Regions from separate parts of the Bombyx mori genome. Here regions 1 and 3 are each linked to region 2. The links are chromatin contacts, called in public Hi-C maps. All regions are on one chromosome and are shown on one strand. Each heading gives the region's core, a stretch centred on a gene start, on an enhancer-like site or on the middle of the called end of the contact. The rest is flanking DNA. Distances are from core to core; before and after follow the strand shown. Region 1 holds the start of LOC101735390 (optomotor-blind protein). Region 2 overlaps LOC101735390 (optomotor-blind protein). Region 3 overlaps LOC100126867 (FancJ-like protein).

Region 1 (4,472 bases), core at 1,776-4,275, 110 kb before region 2:
ACTACCCGGAGACAGATAAACATACTTATGTACTTTTTATTCATTTATTGCTTAGATGGATGGACGAGCTCACAGCCCACCTGGTGTTAGGTGTTACTGGAGCCCATAGACATCTACAGCGTAAATACGCCACCCACATTGAGATATTAGTTGTAAGGTCTCAAGTATAGTTACAACGGCTGCTGCACCCTTCAAACCGAAACGCATTACTGCTTCACGGCAGAAATAGGCAGGGTGGTGGCACCTATCCGGACTCACAAGAGTATGTATGTATAAATATAATGTATAAATAGATAGTACGTAATTACACACCCAGACAAAGAACAAAGAATATGCACGTCAATGACCTTGATCTGTCAAAGTTCGATAAAAAGTATGGACAGCAACAAAAAAAAATATCATCTATTTTTTAGTGAATTTTTGCCTAATTATCAAGACTATTAATATTATATTTGTTTTAATGAACCATATACACATATATAATTTTCTTGATATGCTTAGTACTGGTCGAGGTAAATAAAACAGGAATTTAGATTATATAAAAGAAAAACTATTTTTTTTTATTACCTACCTATTTAAAAATCAAGGCAGCAACACTGTTGGGCCCTATAAATCTATAGATGGGTGACGATGATGATGATTACTCAAGCAGTTGGATGAGTGAAATCGGCAAACTCGGAGATTTGGATTATAAATTAATATTTAAAAATACCTACCTTTTTTACTGACTTTACCTATTTTTTCGATTTGACAGCTATGACGTCACAATATGGCGCGGGTCCATGTACATTCTTATTTGAAACGCATTATAAGTCACACGAATGTTCGCCCGATGTGGGAAGCGAACCACGACCCAGTTGTTCGGGACGCTAACTCTAATGCCACATAGTCAGTCGAATATATCTGTTTTATTTATTTTTTATTGCATAGAAAGGTGGACGAGCTTACAGCGCATCTAGTGTTATAGTATTTAATTAGAAAAATTGGTACCCGCCTGCGGGATTCGAACATCGGTGCATCGCTAGATCCGAATGGACCGGACGTCTTATCCTAAAGGCCACGATGACTAACTCTTTCTCTCACCAGCCCTAGGGTGATACTTAAATAGCTTAGTCCACATTTGTCTTCAACAGCTCAGCAGAAACACGCCACTATTGCAATTATTTTTTTCACCCCAAAAACATGAGGCATTCCGATTCATAAGAAGGATTGTCGGTCTTAAATCCGGTCTACGAAGTTATATTTAAAGTTGAACAATAGTATTTTCTTCATGGCAGCTATGGGCTATTGGTGTTTCAAATCGAGTTACCAATTTTTCCGTATGTCCATCTCAAATATAAATATTAAATGCAAAAAGTGTGAATTTAATTTCCATCACACGTTATCGTCTCTCCATTGTGGAAAATCGTTCTTGAGTTTTTCATACAGAATAAGTTATGTCATGTTTATTACAACTAGAGGTCCCGCAGTAGTCGAAATTCGACTATAATTAATTGGATTTGTAAGTTTGTACACTATTATGATTGTATTTTATACTTCTATAATCACAAATTTCGCCAAGACTACACTATGAAAATTATTAACAAAGGCAAACAATATTTAATCTATTCTCAATTTGACAACAGACGTCAAGAACAAAAGTTTGACAATAAATAGTATGCATGCGTGTGTGCATTAAATACATGGTATGTAGTGTGTGTAATGTTTTCTTTATTGATTTAATGTATCTTTTATGCATTATTTAAAAAAAATATTAGCATTGTGCACTTCTCTGTATTCTTTATAAGTGTGGAAAATTTCATACTCCTCCGTCCGCGCAATTTTCGTAAAAAGACTTGTGTAGGTATATCTCAGATCACAAACCGAAATGCTACACCGATAAGCTTAAGAGTAATAACAACTTTTATAGACAGTTAATAAAAACTGTGCATTTTTCTTAAAACACGTAAACAAATCTAGGTACATAAAAATTTAAACGGCTATCGGAATAAATCATTTCCAATATTATTTCTGGACTTTAAAATTGTTTCAGCGTTCTGTAAATAGTTTTTTTACACGATCAAAGCGATTTACCTACGTTAAATTATTGCAACTTCTAGTCCGTTTTGAAGATTCCTGTAATACAAAAAAATATATTTTGTTTTTTTTTATACTCAATTCAGCCAGTATGATAGATTTTGGAAAGGTGTGACTTGAAATTTAGTTTGACCTGTTTGTAGTTTGACCTGGAAGCATAAAGAGAAATGATTCCTTTGAATTGTAATCACTCTATAATGATGCGTGAGAATGTCGCATACACATTAATAATATAGGTACGTTATAATAACTATCTAAATGTTGACCATAGACTTGTACTATCACAAAAGTATTGAACTGAATTTAAATAAAGTTTAGCTTTCACGATTTCAAGATATTGCCCCGAGAAAATAAGCCTTCCGAATTGATATTATTTAATTAATATGGTAAGTACACTAAAGCTAGATTTTGCATTTGAAATACGTTGTATGAAAAACAGATTCGAGAAAAACATTTTTTTGTTAAGCTTTAGTGGAAAAAACTGATTTTACGTAATTATAGTTTAAGAAATAATTTTAATGATATTTATAGTTTACCAATGTTAAGTAAATGTGACTTCAAAAACAACAAAAGAAACTCGAATAATTACAGTGAAATGACAACGGCGATTTTACTTCTCCCCAGAAGTTAAGTTAATACAAAAGTTTTAAAGGACGAACTGTCTACAAAGTTCAAGCACACGACTATTGTCTTTCTCTTATGTAGGTACGTATTTGGACCATTTTTAAGCCGAGAACGCCTGTGAGAACCTCGTGAGTTTCTCAGTATGAGGTCGCAATGTGGAGGGCCGAGTCTAGCATCGCACCACAAAAGATACATCGAGAACGTAACGAGCTCAATTGATGAAGGAACGGAAACGTGTCCAATTAGAAGGAGGCGGCGGGCGCGGCGGCGAGCGCGAGTGTCGCCCCCGCGCGCCGCATTAACCAGATTAGCGGAGCGCCCCTCGGCGAGGTGTGGCGGACACCTCGCGCCGCCGGGAAACAACGCGGCCCCGCCCGCCAGCGCCATTGGGCGGCGCGCGGCGGAGGGGTGTCGGACGCGGCGCCGCCGGCGGCCAGTCGTTTGACGCCTGCCGCGAGAGCGGTCGCCGCCACGGGACGAGCGAAAAGTGTCGCGAACGAGTCGCCGGTCGGCGCGTTATGGACGTTGCATGAGCGCGAGCCGCCGGGCACGCCGGTCGTGGAGCGCGCGCCGTGGGCCCCAGGCGGCGCGGGCATGCGCTTCGAGGGCGCGGAGCGGCGCGACGCCGTCGCCTTCCATCCGCTGCTGGCGCCGCGCCCGAGCGACTTCTCGGTGTCGGCGCTGCTGACGGCGGGCGCGCTGCCGCCGCCGCCTTACTTGCCGGCCGCGTTGGCCGCTGCCGCCGCGCTGTCCGCTCCCTGTCCTCTGCTCAAGCCTCCGCCGCCGCCGTACGCGCCTCTACCGCCTGACGACGACGGTGTCGTCGACGATCCTAAGGTCACCCTTGAAGGCAAGGACCTCTGGGAGAAGTTTCACAAGCTCGGCACCGAGATGGTGATCACCAAGAGTGGCAGGTCAGTACGGCCCCGTGACGCGATCCGCCTTTGCTCATTACTGTGATGCGTGCTCGAGATGTTTTAACGTGATTAGTGTTGTGAGTGATATCGTCCACTGCATACCTATATTATAGATGGTACGACTGGTAAGTAACGAACCTCTAGGGCTGTAGAATATCGAATAAAACAAAAACTAAAAAAATAAGCATCACTGTGCGATTGTTTACAAATACATTACTTGTTTACTTTAGGCCAATTTCAAAACGAAAGACTAATAACTAAAAAAAGACACGGCAAAAAGTAATTTATTCATATAACCGAAAAGGAAAAACTGGCACAGAATATTACAACTTTTAATAAAGTTAAAATCGAAACTCATCCACACAAAATTATAGGCTTAAAATTGTAGTTGAAATGTGTATTGCTAACAAGCAAAAAACATAACTGCAACATGTAATTAACTATTGTTTACTTACAACAACGATATTATATTATCGGGTTATAAAATAAATAATTTCTGGTTTACTGAACAACACTGATGTGATTCGAAGCGATGTATTTAGGATTTATAGGCGCATTTTTTCATCAAGCTTCTGGCCGCCGCTCCCGTGCTCTACTTGCAACTGGGTGACAATAATTATGTCAAATAATGAAAAATCATGAATTTCACTGATTATTTTATATTCGATAAATCTTATGGATAAAAAGTGTGACATTGAAATGTTAAATTTCGTAAAAACAAATCCAACGTATACTATTTTGTATGTTCAATGACGTTTTGTTAACCAAACTCGCATTGCAGTTTTGATTGATTTATTTTAAACAACCAATTGAGTCCAATCATTTAGTACAATCTGAAGGTTTGCATTGCAATTT
Region 2 (4,776 bases), core at 462-2,961:
CGTTGCATCGATGTTCGAATCCTAGGCGGGTACCAATTTTTCTAATGAAATACATACTCAACAAATGTTCACGATTGACTTCAACGGTCAAGGAATAACATCTTGTAATAAAAATCAAACCCGCATAATTATAATTTGCGTAATTACTGGTGGTAGGACCTCTTGTGAGTCCGCGCGGGTAGGTACCACTACTCTGCCTACTTCTGCCGTGAAGCAGTAATGCGTTTTGGTTTGAAGGGTAGGGCAGCCGTTGTAACTATACTTGAGACCTTAGAACTTATATTTCAAAGTGGGTGGCACGTCTACGTTGTAGATATCTATGGGCTCCAGTAACAACTTAACACCAGGTGGGCTGTGAGCTGTGAGTGTGGGTTGAGTACGTATTTCATATCTTGTATGACAGTTTTTTTTATTGCTTAGATGAGTGGACGAGCTCACAGCCCACCTGGTGTTAAGTGGTTACTGGAGCCCATGGTCATCTACAACGTAAATGCGCCACCCACCTTGAGATATAAGTTCTAAGGTATCAAGTTCATGTACCCATTAAATCATACCATTACCTAGATGCAACCTACATATTGTACCTATTTTCCATAGATCACGAGGAAAAGTGGACCCTACTCCAAAAACCTATTTCAATTATTTTTCTTTGCATGTAAAAAAATGTTAAGGTCAGGCCACACGAACCTTTCTACAGAACTGAGTAGATAGAGATATCAAATTATTCGAGCGCATCACATCGCTTGGCCTTCGCTTTGGATCCAATGTTTGTCTACGCTTTTTGTACTAAAAAGGGCATTAGTGAACCCTTCTGTTTGCGTACAGTTGAGACGGTTTGCGTGTCAACAGTTTGGACAAATATTAGTGCATCGGCGGCTCCTCTGACTAACATAATCTTCCTTTAGTTAAACACTGTGGTTTTTTTTTTACTTATTTTTAACACTCAATGTTGGTGCACGGATCACATTTCGACGGCTACTCAATCGGGTTTTTGGATTTTGGAGGTTAATACTCGTCCATTTGACATTGGGAGCGATTACTAACTGTTTTTAAATAGACTATAACTATACTGAGATCTTAGAACTTATATCTCAAGGTGGGTGGCGCATTTACGTTGCAGATGTCCATGGGCTCCAGTAACCACTTAACACCAGGTGGGCTGTGAGCTCGTCCACCCAACTAAGCAATAAAAAATATATAAAAAAAGACATATCTAATTATGAAAATTGTTGTAAGAATTTTCATACGAATTAACTTAAATGTTTGAATAGTAAGACCAACTTCGCTGTCATAGAGAGAACTATGTATCCATGTTCAATTTTTTTAAATTACAATTCGAATTTAGTTTTAAGAAAAAATATATTATTCGAATTAGATCGATATCGGGAACGCTAAACGAAATCTCATCGGCGTCCGTCGGATTCCTTTAACAAAAACAAAACTCTCTAAACACTCGATCCGCGTTTCGTGGCCCTTCCGCGAATTAAATTTAGCAAAAAGCTAAAACGCCTTCAAAACTCGTACACGAGAGGCGAACGAGCGAAACACAATACGCAACATCCACGCCCCTGTTCGGAATAAAAATCAAAATGAGATTTCTAGAAAGGGAGTAAAAGAAGAAAAACCGCGCGCGTCCGACTCGGGTTTCTCTAGTCCGTTAGAGCGAGACGGATGCGTTCGCTGAGTTTCGTCCTCGCGTCGCGTTATGAGTTATGGCGGTTTCTCGTGCTCGCCTCGCGAATTAGCCATTTGGCGCGAACGTGGGGCGACCTACGACGCCGCGTTATACCACGCGCACGGAACGCATACAATTGGGAAAACACTTCGCACCGGTAATTAAATTCAAACTACATTGGGATAGGTCATGCCCTCGTATCTCAATGAACTAATTACGATTGATAACATTGAAGTGAACGGTCCAATTACATTAAAGTAATGCATTTTCAAAACAAAAAGTTTCTAGTAAATAATTAAAACAATCGCTAGACATTAATTAAATAAAGTAAAAAATCAAATATTTTGGCTAAATACATTTCATTGAAAACATGAATAAAATTAAGAAAAGCTGCAAACAAATTTCATTCAAACTAAATTCAGCGCCATCTTTTGACGAGTAGCACAATCAAACTATTTCAATTTTTTTATTACGATAAAAATGATCTATAGTAGTTAATCTTCTTTTTTTTTTTGAAACGAAAAAAATTCTTTTTGCCTCTCTCTGCCAAAGCAATAGCTTAAAAATAGGCTTCCCGTCATTCAACTATTCCATTCATAAAGACAGTTTACACGTATCTTGGCTAGTGTAACAAATCTAACTGCCGAAATTATGTTACAAATGAAGCCTTACATCATCGTTAGGCAGATAATAAAAATAGAAAATAATTCGTTTACGACCTGCGACCGTGTCGAAAGAATGGAAACAGACAAACTCGTGGCGCCATCTCCCGCTTGTTAACTCAGACTAACCTTAATGAATTAAGGACGTACTCACCGAAGTCGATATTTCGATAACAGAAAAAAAAATTAAGTTTAAAATTTATTAATGAATTATAATCTATATATATTATATAAAAATGAATTGCTGTTCGTTAGTCTCGCTAAAACTCGAGAAAGGCTGGACCGATTTGGCTAATTTTGGTCTTGAATTACTTGTGGAAGTCCAGAGAAGGTTTAAACGGTAGATAAATATAATGTTTAAGTCTTATTTATCGATTGAGGCACTACGAAATCTGCCGGGTCAACTAGTTTAAAATAAATAATTTTACTTGTATCAACAATAGCGTAATGTGTAATTGTGATTTTTTTTTAAACTTGATTTACTAGAAAAGTCAACTTATAGTCTAGTAGGTATTACATATTTCACAAAAACAAAACAAAACTGAATAGAAGGGTGTTTTAAAAATTTAATCATCTAACAGCGTACACGGATAGATAGTGAACTCGTGGTCCTTGCGGGGCGGGGTAATTACTTTAATCGACATATGGGAATCATCGATACGGCGCCCGGGACCACCGTGCCGACCGATTTACATATAAATTTGTTGTCCAGCCGTAAAATAAAGAAATTGGACGGACGAATAAAAGCTTCGTAATTAAAGCCGACGCTCGAGATACAACTATAATTTTAATTTTAATGTTAACGTTTTTCGAAATGGCTCTCCGGCTGACCGGGGCCGCTTCGTTAGTTCGAACCGAAGACAAAACAAAAAAAAATATGATTGTCTTTATATCGTCATTAAGGGCGGGAGTGACGCGGAGTGCTTACGTCAAGATCGATTTATTCAAAGTATATTCATCGAAACTCTTCTGGTACTAGCAGATTGACGTTTAGTGAATATTAAAATGTATGACACTAAAAAGAGAGTTAGGAAGTAATTTGAGCGTTGTCGACCGCAAAATATCAGCTGCACGCTTAGGCTAGCTAGATATAATACTGACAACATTATACCTCCATTAACTTTAATTGAATTTACATTTAATCTAATAGATACTATGGCACTTATTATTTAATGTAGGTACATCGTTATTGAATATTTACTCCTGTTGCTGCTGTTGTTTACGTAATCATGACGCAATTTAACGAAATAAATTGACGCGTTGCAATAAATTTGACGTAAATCTGACGCTATAAATTGGTACATAAAGAAAAAGTGTCTTCTGTCATGAATCATTTTAAACTTTCGCTTAGAAGTATTCTTATTTAAAAGGCTTAAGTACGATTTTTTTTGTATTTAATGAGTTCGTGATGTTCTGGCGTTGTTATAAGCACACTTTTTAATAGTCCTAATACTGCAGCCAGTGTAGTTTGGCCTCCCACAAGGTGAGGCGACGACCTGTGGAGATACGGTGGATACATGCACCACAGGACTGATCGTTGTAGTGAAGCTTGGCAGAGGCCTCTGTCCAGCAGTCTGTGGGCTGAAAAATATAAGAAGAATCCACCGTTAAGTAAATTCGTAGTAAGAAGCCGTCATAATAAGATAATGTATATAATTGCGCGGTTACTTCTAGGAGGCTACAACCTTTTTGGTTGAAATAAAGATAACTCTGCTAATTACTGTTTTAGTGCTTGTTTATCAGTTTCGCGACCACATCTAATAGTCTGCATACGTATGGACTAGTCGATACCAGCTGGGACTAGAAATTTTGACAAGCTTTTTAAATGTTACTCCAAACGACATTTAAGGACAGAATCTTAGAAGTAAAATAGTATGAAATAATGATCCATTTCTTTCTAGGTATAGAAATGCATTTGTTTTGCTGAATTGTGTTCTGTGAATCTGTATAAACTTTGCTTATAGGTCTCACTGTGTTATTAAACTCTCAATACCCATACGTTATTTTGTCCTTACAAGGCATAATAACGTATTAAACCAAATCAGAGTACAGTCTGGAGCTTAAACGGAAACCGTCATAATCAATTCACTTAAATCGAATTAAACGTAATTTGTTGTAATCAAGCGATGCGTTTCGTATGGGGAGCCAACGATTAGTCAATAAAAACAATTTGCTTCAATAAAAACGTTCGCGACGTTGTTCTCCGACAAAGATCTAATACAAACCAAGCATAAACAAAAGACTGTAGCGACATACGTCTAGTGAGTCCGGACGGGTAGCTACCACCACCCTGCCTATATCTGCCGTGAAGCAGTAATGCGCTTCGGTTTGAAAGGCGAGACAGTTGTTGTACTGTTAAAAGTGAGACCATAGAACACATGTCTCAAGGTGGGTGCCGGTATTTACGTTGTAGATGTCTATGGGCTCCGGTAACCACTT
Region 3 (4,401 bases), core at 1,320-3,819, 91 kb after region 2:
AGGATGGGAAAAACGAAGATATGTTCCCGCCAAAAGTCTGTCAAATGTCAATCTCAAACCTCAGTGTTGACAGTCACATTATGTTTAGATTTCTAAATTGTAAATGACTAATATTTTGCCAATTGACTAATTTAATTTCATGCTATTTGATTAATGTTCCAAATTCTTTTCATTTCATTTCAATTCCTATTAACATTTTTCACAAAAAAATTATAAAATATTAGGCTGTATGGTATGATACATTTTCCTTTCCAGTTGGAAAAATACAACAACTACTACTACTGACATTTGACAAGTACTTAATTTCAATAGTAGTTTGACGTCACTTCCGTTGCATACCTGCGTGACGTTCTGTAAAAAATTTACCCTCATGCGCCTAAAGAAGTTTCACTTCAAAAACTTTTCTATTCCGGAGTCTACGTTCGCTGGCAATATATAAATTAAAATCTGTTACTATGTCTAACACTCGTCACAGAGAGTGCCACGTCGCATTGGTGGACGTTAAAGATTAGACAGAATTGTAATTTTACAGTTTTAAGCACGTCAATCTATTAATGTGATGGGCGTTTGGCATTTGTTCCGTGACTCTTACCCCCGACGTTCACCGAAATTTTATCATTTTTCCAATTTGTTGTTTGTTTGTGTATACGTTTTTTTATTATTTTCACAATGATTGGTGGCTGCTTAATCGGACATCGTTCGATTCGATCGCTCGGATGGCGTGGCGTTAGACAGTTAATCATTGTTTGTAATAAGAATGTGATCATGAATTATTTTAACGGATAGTTTTTAGTGCGCGGATATAGTGACTGCGACGTTTACGTGTATACCGACTCCGCAACGGCATTTTTCTATTCTATACTAGCTGACCCAGCAGACTTCGTAGTGCCTCAATCGATAAATAAAAGACCTAAACTTTTGTATAAAATATACTTAAAACCAACAAACGGAATCCGTCCGACGGAGAACACATCAAAGGAAAAACAAAATTGTTATTTTTATATTATAATTCCGAGCATTTTCATATTTATCTACATTTTAAACCTTCTCTGGACTTCCACAAATAATTCAAGACCAAAATTAGCCAAATCGGTCCAGCCGTTCTCGAGTTTTAGCGAGACTAACGGACAGCAATTCATTTTTATATATATAGATATATAGTTCTATATATTTATTTTAAAAAAGTAGCCGTCGTTGGATGATATGCGAACTTCAATAAGTGAATTTCCGACCCAGCCACCGAAACGTGAACAATTTGCTGGTAACCTAAGAGACTGTTCCATCTACGCCCGGACCCTATCTGCCTTCTTTTCCCTACCTATTCGTTGGTGGGTGGGAAGGGGCTATTCCAGCTACGCCCGGACGGGTAGGTGAGCTCACGGGCTCAACCTCATAGAATTTGCTAACACTAGCCCTAGCAAGAGCGGTACTTCGCAGAATCTACCACCGGATCGGAATTGCGACCCACCGGGAAGATCCGGCGAGAAACTTAGTGGACTGTGTCTTTGGGTTAGTTCGCTCGTCGAGTTCGACAAGGACGGTGACCAGTGCTTGAGAGGTCTAAGAGCACCGAAAGTTAATCCAGGGGATCCGACAAGACATGTTTCTGGTGACGGTTGCTTTGCGTTGACCCCTCGCGATCTGATAAGCGTGATGTGTATATTTAACTCAAAGCTGATAGTTAAAAAAATCAACAGAAATATTGTATATTGAAAATTCATATCCAAGTACCTATAGCTCAAATTAGACTTCAAAAAATATGTGGTACATATTTTTTGTGGTATCAGTGGTATGCTTCGTTCTCAGGTACTTTTTTTTTGGTAGACCACTTGGATACATTTGCCACTACGACCCTTCTAATAATACTTCTGGTTTCGAACGCGCTCGAATTTGAAGATCCAAATAAATCAGATATTAAATTAAATTAACAAATGTTTTACATTTAATCATAGACGTGGGAAACGTTAAGAACTTTTGTGTACCGTTTTGTCTTTAGTTTAAATATGTGGTACGTAGCGCCATCTATTGCGGAATAGCGGAACCAAAAAAGATGAAATTGCTTTTAAAGAAAACGTATCGTTGCTATAATAATCTCAGACAAGACAATATAATACAAAAGTGGTTTTACAGTGAAATATTAAAATTAAAAACTATTTAATACTAAATACGGACTATGTTCAATTAATTACAATGTGTCAATTAAAGGAAGGCTACTAACTTTCCTTTTGGCTTATAAACAACTTACCGTGAACTACATCGACCACGTGATGAAGATAATGGCTATTATAATGTAATAAAGGCTAGAGAAGTAGTTTTACTATTCTATGAAGAATAGAACAGTATGATTGGTTCGCAAAAGAAATAGAATGGTTGCTGGTAAAATTCGTAACCTTACACTGCCAGTTCATAAATACTGCGACAGTTAATGACGCATACATAAAAAATCGCGGGCGTGAATTTCATTAAACGATATTATTTCTTCATGAAGTTGAAGTCATGAACGCGTATAGGCACTTACTTGTTTAGTAAAATGTACCTGCCTCAGACTATAAAAGCTGGTGTAGTACTATTATTCGATACTCGTTGAAGCTGAAAAGCTTACCTACACCTTACACCAAACAGGCCATAACCTTGTGTATATCTGCTAGCTAAGCTACTAGTCTAGTAGCTAGTTTGACTATCTTAAACGTTAAGTTAATTAAATCTTTGTGTTTCGAACACGGCTATAGACGAATCGCTTGATACGAATAGACTAGGTTTCTTATTTTTAAAGGTGTCAAAATATCTTCTAATACGAGTAATAAAATAGAACTAGAGGTCCCGCAGTAGTCGAAATCCGACTATAATTAATTGGAATTGTAAGTTTGTACACTGTTAAGATTGTATTTTATACTTCTATAATCACAAATTTCGCCAAGGCTACTCTATAAAAAAATATTAATAGAGATAAACAATAATCTATTCTCAATTTGACCACAGACGTCAAGAACAAAAATTTGACAATAAATAGTATGCATGCGTGTGTGCGTCAAATACATGGTATATAGTGTGTGTAATGCTTTCTTTATTGATTTAATGTATCTCTTATGCATTATTTTAAAAAAATATTAGCATTGTGCACTTCTTCTCTATGTTCTCTATAAGTGTGGAAAATTTCATACTCCTCCGTCCGCGCAATATTCGTAAAAAGGGATACAAAGTTTTTGGTTCACGTATTAATAAAATAGAATTTTTGTTTGCTTTGCTGTTGTAGTTTCTGTTAAAGCGCCATCTACATGAATCGCTGTGAACTAAAATTGTAATCGTTTTTGTATTTAGATAACAGCGCCATCTATGCAGAATCTAATAAAATACTACCATTTAGAACTAACATGTAAGTTAAACAGAAACCGAATCTAACTTATCTTTTCTTGAGAAGACTTTAGTTCATTGCATAAAAGCTAATGAACCGTGTGGTATTTGGGTCAAAAAATCACTACTAGATGATAATAAAAGGCAAAGATAAAAAAGTTAACAATTTTACTTTTTTGAGTCTTAATTTTTTTTTAACGCATTAAATAAAATACATTTAAATTTTCAGTATTTAGTACGAATATTTTAGTCTTTACGTATATAGAATTTTTGACTTTTGTCCAAAGTAACGGTTAATTGTTTGAACTTAATTAGTTTTATAAATCAAAGGAAGAAAATTCATATTCTTTGCAGTTCTTTAAACGGTCCACTTCATTATTCATTAATTTATTTTTATTTTATTACAACTCGAACACTATATTTGGAAGAAGTGCCTTTCTAAGTTGAACTAGAATAATTAAAACCCTTTTATCTCGAAATTCCTTTGATGACGACAATTCCCTAACTCGATTTTTAAGGTAGGTATTTTCTTTTAATTACGACTTATCAAGATTCTTCTGTATTTTCAAATTCAATGTTAAATCGTGCTGTGAGCCCGTACGTCACTTTGCTTTTCTGTATTGCATAGATAGGTGGACGAGCTCACAGCTCACCTGGTGTTAAGTGGTTACCGGAGCCCATACACATTTACAACGTAAATGCCGCCACCCAGCTTGAGGTATGAGTTCTAAAATCTTAGTATAGTTACAGCGGCTGCCCCACCCTTCAAACCGAAACGCATTTCTGCTTCACGGCTCAAATAGGCAGAGTGGTAGTAGCTACCCATGCGGACTCACAAGAGGTCCTACCACCAGTAATTACAAAAATTATAATTTTGCGCGTTTGATTTTTATTACACGATGTTACTCCTTCACCGTGGAAGTCGATCGAGGAAATTTGTTAAGTACGTATTTCATTAGAAGAATTGGTACCCGCCTGCGGGATTCGAGCACCGTTGCATCGCTAGATACGATTGCACCGGACGTCTTATCCTTTAGGCCACGACGACTT

The links. A called contact is a pair of places that touch in the nucleus more often than the background predicts.
Region 1: a Hi-C map of whole pupa shows a contact between it and region 2, with 4 times the contacts expected there. The contact joins the promoter of LOC101735390 here to the enhancer-like site in region 2. A contact is called at or near these places in 2 of 7 Hi-C or Micro-C datasets (both in whole pupa).
Region 3: a Hi-C map of middle silk gland shows a contact between it and region 2, with 2.7 times the contacts expected there. The contact joins two enhancer-like sites. A contact is called at or near these places in 2 of 7 Hi-C or Micro-C datasets (middle silk gland and whole pupa).

The regions. Positions count from the first base shown.
Region 1 is chr16:8,463,653-8,468,124 of ASM3026992v2, forward strand. LOC101735390 (optomotor-blind protein) reads left to right here and starts at 3,026. Exons shown (of 7, transcript XM_038016614.2): 1 at 3,026-3,614. The coding sequence starts at 3,295.
Region 2 is chr16:8,579,435-8,584,210 of ASM3026992v2, forward strand. All of the region lies in intron 3 of LOC101735390 (optomotor-blind protein), which reads left to right. Among protein-coding and RNA genes, the nearest start is that of LOC134200339, 67 kb to the right of the region's middle. Within about 2 kb of position 1,712, at least 8 of the 8 cell types and tissues checked have open chromatin away from gene starts, as enhancers often do.
Region 3 is chr16:8,669,457-8,673,857 of ASM3026992v2, forward strand. All of the region lies in intron 2 of LOC100126867 (FancJ-like protein), which reads left to right. Among protein-coding and RNA genes, the nearest start is that of LOC100126867, 14 kb to the left of the region's middle. Within about 2 kb of position 2,570, at least 4 of the 8 cell types and tissues checked have open chromatin away from gene starts, as enhancers often do.